2 separate regions of the Mus musculus genome follow, and region 2 is linked to region 1. A link is a contact called in public Hi-C data. All regions are on one chromosome and are shown on one strand. The core of a region is the stretch at or near the end of the contact, and the rest is flanking DNA. Distances in the headings are between cores, read along the strand shown. Region 1 has its middle 16 kb from the start of Gm36841. Region 2 has its middle 7.2 kb from the start of Gm42011.

The links. Hi-C and Micro-C count contacts between places; a contact is called where the count stands out from the background.
Region 2: a Hi-C map of the N1E-115 cell line shows a contact between it and region 1, with 7 times the contacts expected there. The contact joins two enhancer-like sites. A contact is called at or near these places in 5 of 484 Hi-C or Micro-C datasets (the N1E-115 cell line, cerebellar granule neurons, cerebellum and 1 more) and 1 of 115 datasets of contacts at active chromatin or transcription factors (embryonic stem cells).

The regions. Positions count from the first base shown.
Region 1 is chr5:116,388,454-116,392,785 of GRCm38.p6, forward strand. No RefSeq gene overlaps it. Among named protein-coding and RNA genes, the nearest start is that of Gm36841, 16 kb to the right of the region's middle. Within about 2 kb of position 1,953, at least 45 of the 459 cell types and tissues checked have an H3K27ac peak or open chromatin away from gene starts, as enhancers often do. A contact at or near this core is called in the N1E-115 cell line, where this site is marked.
Region 2 is chr5:117,066,632-117,070,963 of GRCm38.p6, forward strand. No RefSeq gene overlaps it. Among named protein-coding and RNA genes, the nearest start is that of Gm42011, 7.2 kb to the right of the region's middle. Within about 2 kb of position 3,065, at least 30 of the 459 cell types and tissues checked have an H3K27ac peak or open chromatin away from gene starts, as enhancers often do. A contact at or near this core is called in the N1E-115 cell line, where this site is marked.

The sequences.
Region 1 (4,332 bases), core at 703-3,202:
AACCTTGTGTGTTGTTCCCCGGGAACCACCCATTTTGTTGAATGAGACAAAGTCTCCCATTGGCCCAAGTCTGTCAGTGAGAACGGGCGATCCACCTGCCCACTTATTCAGCACTTGATACACAGACACCACCCCACCCAGCTGGTACGAAGACGCAACGCACGAAGCGTTTACTAAGAGTGCTCCTGGGCTATTTTCCATGCTCCTTCCACAATTTGGGTGTTTTGTTGTGTTGTGCTTTTTCTCTGTGTAGTCCTGACTGTCTTGAAACTCCCTCCATGGACCAGGCTGGCCTTGAACTCACAGAGATCCACCTGCCTCTGCCTCCTAAGTGATGGGATTAAAAGCATGTACCACCACACTTGGCATTTCCACAATTTTTGTGACTGTAAATGTCTTGTGTGTGTGTGTGTGTGTGTGTGTGTGTTTTTTTAAAGGTTTTATTATATATATAATAAAATCCATATATATATATATGTTGTAGCTGTCTTCAGATACACCAGAAGAGGGTGCTAGATCCCATTACAGATGGTTGTGAGCCACCACATAGTTGCTAGGATTTGAACTCAGAACCTCTGGAAGAGCAGTCAGTGCTCTTAACCGCTGAGCCATCCATAGGTTAATTCCTATTCCTAATGAGGGGAGAGAGAGAGAGAGAGAGAGAGAGAGAGAGAGAGAGAGAGAGAGAACTTTGTGGCTACATGCCTGTAGACCAGGAATATCCAAGATGACTAGGAAGGGATTGGAATACATTGGATGATACTCCTGGGAAGCATTTAGGGAAACCTTGGAGGTGAGATTCATGGAGCTCAGACCTTCACCCTAGACCCCTCTTCAACTGGTTGTTTGGGGGAGAGAAATGCTCATCTCATGTCATTCTGTCCCTCCACACGACACCCCATCCCACAGGCTCTGGAAGGGTTCTGCCATCCCCTCCCTCACCCCCACAGACCCTGCATAATGTAGATTTAATTCCATCTAGATGATCTTTAATCTTTGGCACTGCACAGCAGACCTTGGCGGGCAGTGTGACAAGGCTCCTCTAAATAAAAGGACCTCGGTTCCAAGTTCTCTGTGCCCTTTACCTCCCCAAGGGCTGGGATTTTCTATTCCCTTCTCTTCAGCCTCCCCCCACACTCTGCCTCCAGTCACTCTCCTTCCATTGGCCCTTTTCTGGAACTAGATGCAGAGATGAGAGTCTGGGAGGGAGTGACTGACTGTTCCTGCTTCTAGTGTTGGTGCGAAGTGGGGAGCATCCTCAGGAGATGACCTCTGACCTGAGGCTGGGCTACCTCTCTTCATGTCCATTATTTAACACTAGGGTGAAGCACGGATCACCCCAAACTCAGCATTTTTCCTATGGAAGGGAGACTTTCCCACACTAACTTATGCGTAGCCAGTTAGTGTGTGCACCCTGCAAAGCCTGGTGCACTCAGTACGCACTCAGGACATGCCGCTTGATAGGATTACGGTGATTTCAAAAGCCACAGAGATTACCAGGCTCTTGCATCAAAGCAAGCTCTGGAAGTTGAAGACAGATTCAGTTCTGGCAGTGAGCCCTGTCTTCTGGTTCTCTCTACTCCCTCCGAGCCAGCCCTGGGCACAGTGCATGCTGGGGGATTGTTTCCTTACTCTCTCACAGCCTGCAGACTTCCAAGCTTGTCACCGGGCAGATAATTGAGTTCATCTCCTCCAGCGGAAACTGGCACAACTCGCGTGGGGCTTCCGTGATGTGTTTGCCAGTGACGGAATCGCCTGCTCTTGGGATGGAAGGCCCTGGCACTGTCCATCTCAGGGCTATCCTTACAGGGCACATAGGATTCCCAAAGCCTGCCCCTACCTGTGCCTGGTTCCCCTGTCTCCTGCTGCTCACGTGCAGAGGGCAGGTGTATGCGCTGGTGCAACATTTGCCTTTCCAGCCTCTGTAAGCACCCTCTTTGATCTGCTGTGTGTAGGAAGGTTACTGGGCAAACCCATGTGTGGGTAGGACTAGAGAGGCCACGGTTTTAGGAGGGTGTGTCTTTGTACCGTGGGAGCCAGCCTTAAATACCACCTCTGTCCATGATGAACTGTGCAACCTGGTGTCTTCTACTCCCCATGAGCTATGAGGGGACAATCCTCTTTCCTGCCTTCCTGGGGAGGAAACATCTGGAAAGCACTCGACACACAGTAAGGCAAGCTTGACACACAGAGGAAGCTCTTAATAAAAAAGAAGCTTTTTTTCTTCATCTTTATTATGACTCCCCTGGGCTTAGAGCTGATCTCTGGGGAAGAAGTTTCCTTTTAAGCTTCTGGATTGTCACAGGTGGGAGCAGTTTCACAGAAAACGCCTGGCAGCTGGGCTGAGGCTCTGACTTCCTGCATTTGTATGCTTCGGGGATGTTTGGATAAGCCACTGCCTGCTCTGGAACCTCAGTTTCTCCATCTGTAAAGTGGGGATAACAGAATGAGAATGAATACAAGAAAGAGGCCTTGACATTCCACCTAATAGCCCCTTAGTTACAGAGATAGAGAAACGGGAGTGGTGAGGTCAGAAGGTCCAGAGGTTAAGAGAGTGTAGATGGTGGATAGCAGATGGCAGTAGAACTCTTTAAGGTTTTGTAGTGGTCATGGTAAGAACTCCAGCTTTTTCTCTGAATGAACTGAGATGTGCAATATTTGAATAGAGTTATGTCATCATCTGAGTAATGTTTTACCAGGAGGGAGCACTCTATGAAGTGTGTGTCAGAAGATAAATGTGTGAATGAAGCATGGGACGTTCATGCAGTGTGGAGTATCATGCAGTCATAAAGGGGATGAGGGGCAGACAAGATGCAGTATAAACAACCACTGAAAATGTACTGAATGAGAAAAGCCAGGCAGGGTCTCATGTCACACAAACACACATGTACACACATAGACATTCTCTCTCTCTTTCTCTCTCTCTCTCTCTCTCTCTCTCTCTCTCACACAAACACACACATATACAGATACACACAGACACAAACACATGCACACAGACACATACACACATATACAAACATAAAGAAACATGAACAGATACAGACATACACACAAGGGCACACACACATGTTCACACAGGCATACACACACATACACACAGATGTACATGCACATATATACATACACAGACACATATACACACATACACTGACACGTGCATATACACGAGACACACACACATACATACATATAAGCACACACATACACAAATATACATATATACACCCATACACTCACATTCACACACACATACATACAGGCACACATACACAAACATATACATATACAAACACACACATACATATATGCACACACATACACACATGCACATACATATATGCACACACATACACACACATACACATATACATACACTCACAAACATACATACATACACTGACACATACATACTCACACACATGCATACACAGACATATACATATACACATATACACATAGATATATACACACATACACTCACACACATACATACACACATACATTTACATACATACATGACATGCATATAGTTCTACTTAGTTGAACTCCTTTGATTAGGTTGGGTACACTCAGGGAGACAGTGTATCAGTTATCAGAGACAGAGACAGGTTGGATGAGGACAGTCACGGAGCTCTTGCATAAAATACAATTAGAGGAAACAATGTTAGTGATGGCCTGTGACTTGAATATGATCAATGTCCCTGAGCCGTGCACCAGCAGAGATGGTAGAAGGGTGAATTTTCTTTTACGACAATACTGTTTTAAAAGCTTGACCATCATGGGGACAAAATGGCTCAATGAAGAAATGCACCTACAACTTGAGCTTGATCCCCAGGACCCACATGGCGGAAGAAGTAAGATGACTCCCACAAATTTCCCTCTGACCTCCACACATACATTGTGGGATATGAAGGCCCCTCCCTCATAAACATAATAAAAATTTTGACTGTTGAGACATGCATAGGAATAGTCTTTGTTATAATACAGACTTAGATCAAAAAGTAGGGAATGGTTGAAGACTTGATATATTTGTGGAGTTTCCTGGTGGGCTCTGGGTGGCATCAGTAATTCTCAGTCCAGATGTGAACTCTGCTCTCCTGAATCCTCCCAGCTCCACAGGACCATACACAGTGAATGTTGTATCATGAGGGTGTCACCAGCTCCTGCCACGACAGGGTACCGAACGGGGCTGGTCCCTAAGAGCCTCGTGAGCCAACCCCATAGCAGAGACATTTTAGGCTGAGAGCCCTTGAGGATGTCAGCCATCTGTCCGAAGCTTGCACCACCAGTCCAGTCTGGGCAGCTCAGCTCTGTGCTGGCACCCCTGTC
Region 2 (4,332 bases), core at 1,815-4,314, 680 kb after region 1:
TTTGTGTATGTCCCGTGTGTGTGTGTGTGTGTGTGTGTGTGTGTGTGTGTTTTGTAGGAACTGGTCAGGGGACTTTAGCCTTAAGAAGCCCTGTCTTATTGCTCTAAAAAGACACCATGACCAAAGCAACTCTTTTTTTTTTCAAAATTTGTTTATTTATTATTTATATGAATACACTGTAGCTGTCTTCAGACACACCAGAAGAGAGCATCAGATCTCATTACAGATGGTTGTGAGCCACCATGTGATTGCTGGGATTTGAACTCAGGACCTCAGGAAGAGCAGTCAGAGCTCTTAACCTCTGAGCCATCTCTCCAGCCCAAGCACAACATTTAATCGGGGCTGGCTTACAGGTTCAGAGGTTCAGTCTATTACCATCAAGGCAGGAAGCATGGCAGCATCCAGGCAGGCATGGAGCTAGAGGAGCAGGGGAGGGGATGGAATTCTGGGTAACGAGTGTGTAACTCTGAAGGTGTCCAGGAGGAGGGGGATATCTATTTGAGGTGTTCCCATTTCTGGTGGGGGATGTGCTGCCACTCATAGACCTCTGAAGTCCCAGGGTCTCACAACCGAAGCTTATAAACTTCCTGCAGGAAATGAGGATGGCCCCTCCTGATGGGAGGAGTCTATTAGAGGCTTAGAGCCTGCAGTTGGGAGCTCACCATTTCTTCCTGCTACAGGGGCATGACCACAGCCTAACATGTCCCAGCTCAGTCTAGCCAAGTGAATTTGCCCCTCCCCCTTCTGCCTCCTCTCCCACCTTGAGCTGACAGTACGGTGGCCACTGTGTGGTCCAGGATTATATTATAACTCAGTTTGACTTACATCTCAGTCTCTCCCAGAAGCTCCCTCATAGATATCCACATATCTGGGTACCCTACAGCTCAGTCAAGTTGACATACAAGATCAACCATTACACTATAATAAACTTATTTTAATAAAATCAGCAATCAGGCATGTTGGTGGTACAGACCTTTAGCCCTAGTACTCGGGAGGCAGAGGCAGGAGGATCTCTGTGAGTTATAGGACAGTCTGGTCTACATAACAAGCTCCAGGACAGCCAGGACTACACAGAGAGGTCTTGTCTCAAAATAAAACTAACAAAATCAGCAATGAGAAAGAGAGCCAAGGGCATATAAACTCAACCTAGCACACGCAGTCTAAAGATATCATAATCTTCATGACTTGGACAAGGTACTGGTGACATCTTGTGGATAGAGGGGCACTAACTCCCTGCCTGCACACAGAGGCCCTCCACAGCCAAGAAGTGTGGCCCCCAGACAGGGCCCAGTTTCAAAACCTTTACTCTAGTTTAAGTCAGTGATGAACTACTTACTCACCAGACAAGGTCCTATAATGTCAAAGATTCTAGAATATAGAAGAAATTTGCCAATTAAAAAAAATCCCAGATGAAAAGAGGTTTTAAAAATTAACACACTTCCGGGACTGGGGAGACGGGCGAGCAGCTAAGATTCCCTAGCTGCCCTTCCAGATGGCCTGGGTTCTCCAGTCCCAGGGGATCCGATGCCCTCTTCTGACCAGGCATGCACGTGGTGCACAGACACAGACGTGGGGTAAATACTCATGCACATAAAATAAAAATTAATAACCTACTTTTAAAATGGGGTTAAAGACGCTTAACGGTCTTCCAGAGGATTAGAGTTCTGTTCCTAGTACCCAATCGGGAGGCTCACAACCGCTTGCAACTCCAGCTCCAGAAGATCTATCGCCCTCTTCTGGCCTCTGCCGGTACTGCAGTCAAATGGCCACTGTGTGGTACGGGACCATATTTATAAGTTGAATCTCAGTCTCTCCCAGAAACATCCTGAGGGAGGGGAGCGGAGGGGGATGGGGCTCACTGGGCAGCCAGTCCAGCAGAAACAGCAAGAGACCCTATCTCAAAATGCGATGGAAAGTCATGGAGAGGTCGCCCGATGTTAACCTCCATCCAACCTTCACATGTTCACCCATGGATGCACACACACATACATAGCACTCACAAACCCATGAAAATTAAAAGGGGCCAGTAAGGAAGAGGAGGGGGATCATCAGGCACGGGAAGAGAAAAAAAAGATAGTAATACGCTATAAATACGTGACAGATGAACTATTACCAGGAACCCCGCTATTATTTACAGTTAATTTGTGCTAATTAAAACTTTTTTTTTTAAGAAAAATGCACCCGATCCATTCATCTGCAAACGGGTATGAAAGTTAATCTCATGCCAGGCTCAGTGTCTCAGATCGGTCCTAAGACACAGCTGCCACCACAGAGGATGCTGGATCTCAGCTGCTAACCCCATGCGCAGCTGCTAACCCCATGCGTGCGACCTTGAATGAGTTCAGTGACCTCCGGGCTTCAGCTTGTCATCTGCAAAAGCAAATAGCTAGGTTGCTTGACTGGCAGTGGCTCTCCCATGCTGTAATTAATTTGATGACTTCCCTCCTGTGAACTGGTGTGTGTGTGTGTGTGTGTGTGTGTGTGTGTGTGTGTGTGTGTGTGTGTGTGGCTTACCCCTCACTTGGGGAAAACCTAACAAAAATGAAAGAGGCATGAAATCAAACACTCAGAGATGCTGATAGCCAGACACCCAGGAGAGGTGACTACACGGAGGAGAAAGCTTTGGGAGGGGGAAGTGAGGCTAGATCCCTCGCTGAGGAAATGTGCCTCCGCTTCCAGTCTCCACAACAGCCACTCAGCCACGTCTGTAAGTCTGGTACAAATCATCACTGATGATCTTTGCAGATTGCCAGCTAAAATTAGTAGCGGATGTGCAGCTGACTTCGGAGTGACTACAGGGCTGGGGGGGGGGGGGGTGGCGGGGGAGGGGTTGCCCGTCGCTGATTTCTCGGGACCGCGGGTTTGCAAGGAACACTTGTCAGGTGCTTAAAATGTTTAGTGACCCTTAAAAGACAATATTGCAGCTCAGCCCAAGTGAGTATGTCTTCTCTGACAATCCCTTCTTCTTTTCCCAAAGTGATGAATGCAGTCGGAGGTAAGACAGTGACAGCCCTTAGGGGCGTTGGGCAGGTTGCCTACTGCACTGTGATAGGTGTTGCCACGCACGCTGGGTCTCTGTAGAAAGCCTAGGTGGGTGGCGCCCCCTAGAGTTCATCACTGCTCAGCGCGCCCAGCACTGAAGTCCATTCTTCTGAGACCAAAACCTAAAGTTAAAAGGTCTCCAATGACACAAACCGTACAGCCAACAGAGGATTCTTTCAGGAAACGGTGGAAACAGCCGGTGCTGTGTATCCCAGAGGGTCACCTGGTTTCCAGTTGTCTTGCTTAGTTTTTTTCATCAACTTGACACAAGCTAAAGTTATCCTCAATTGAGAAAACGCCTCCATCAGATTGGCATGTAGGCGAGCCTGAGGGTGAGCATTTTCTTAATTAATGATTGATGGGGGAGGGGTCAGACCGTTATGGGCGGTGCTACCCCTGGCCAGGTGGTCCGAGGGGTGTATAAGAAAGCCGGCTGAGCAAGCCCTGTGCCTCTGTTTCAGCTCCTCATCTTGGCTTCCCACAGTGGGCTGTGACCCTGGGTGTGTAAGCCAAATGAACCGTCTCCTCTCCAGGTTGCTTCTGGTCATGGTGTTTTACCATAGCACCAGAAAGCCTAACAAAGACGCAAGTTTGTGTGATTCATCATCTGTAGGTGTCCTCAAACTGCATGGTGAGCCAAAATTACCTAGAAGGGCTGGTTTCCAAGACTGACTCTCAACCAATTCTCAATGGGAATTGGTCAGTGAACACACACACACACACACACACACACACACACCTATTACAAGATGGAGACAGGAAATTAAAATACATCAGCTGCTTTGAGAAAATGAAAGTAATAGACCTTTTTTACATTGATAATTTTTACATTGACTACGCATGAGGAGGATAATAGTTCAGGTGTTTGGGTTACAGAAAATGCGCTAAGTTAATCTCATCTAGAAAGCATAAAGAAAACATGGACCATGTCCATTATCCAATTTGATTTGGCTGTAAAGAAGAATGCACCTGCACCGTTTACAGGAAACTGGATGGAACTGGATGGAACTGGACGTCATCGTGTTAGGGAAGATAAATATCACGTTTCCTTTCACATGCAGAATCTAAATTGAATGCCTGCTCAGGTGTGCCTGCATGTGGTGTGTGCACATGTGTGCATGTGTGTGCATGTCTGTTTGTGTGTATCTGTGTAGGGGTGTGTGTGCATGTGTGTGCATGCTTGTGTTTGCACATTTGTGCACGTGTGTGTGTGTGTGTGACAGGAGAACAAAGAAGGGATTGTTTGTGGGAGGAATGAGACTAGCAGATTGGAGTGCAGGTATGATGTGT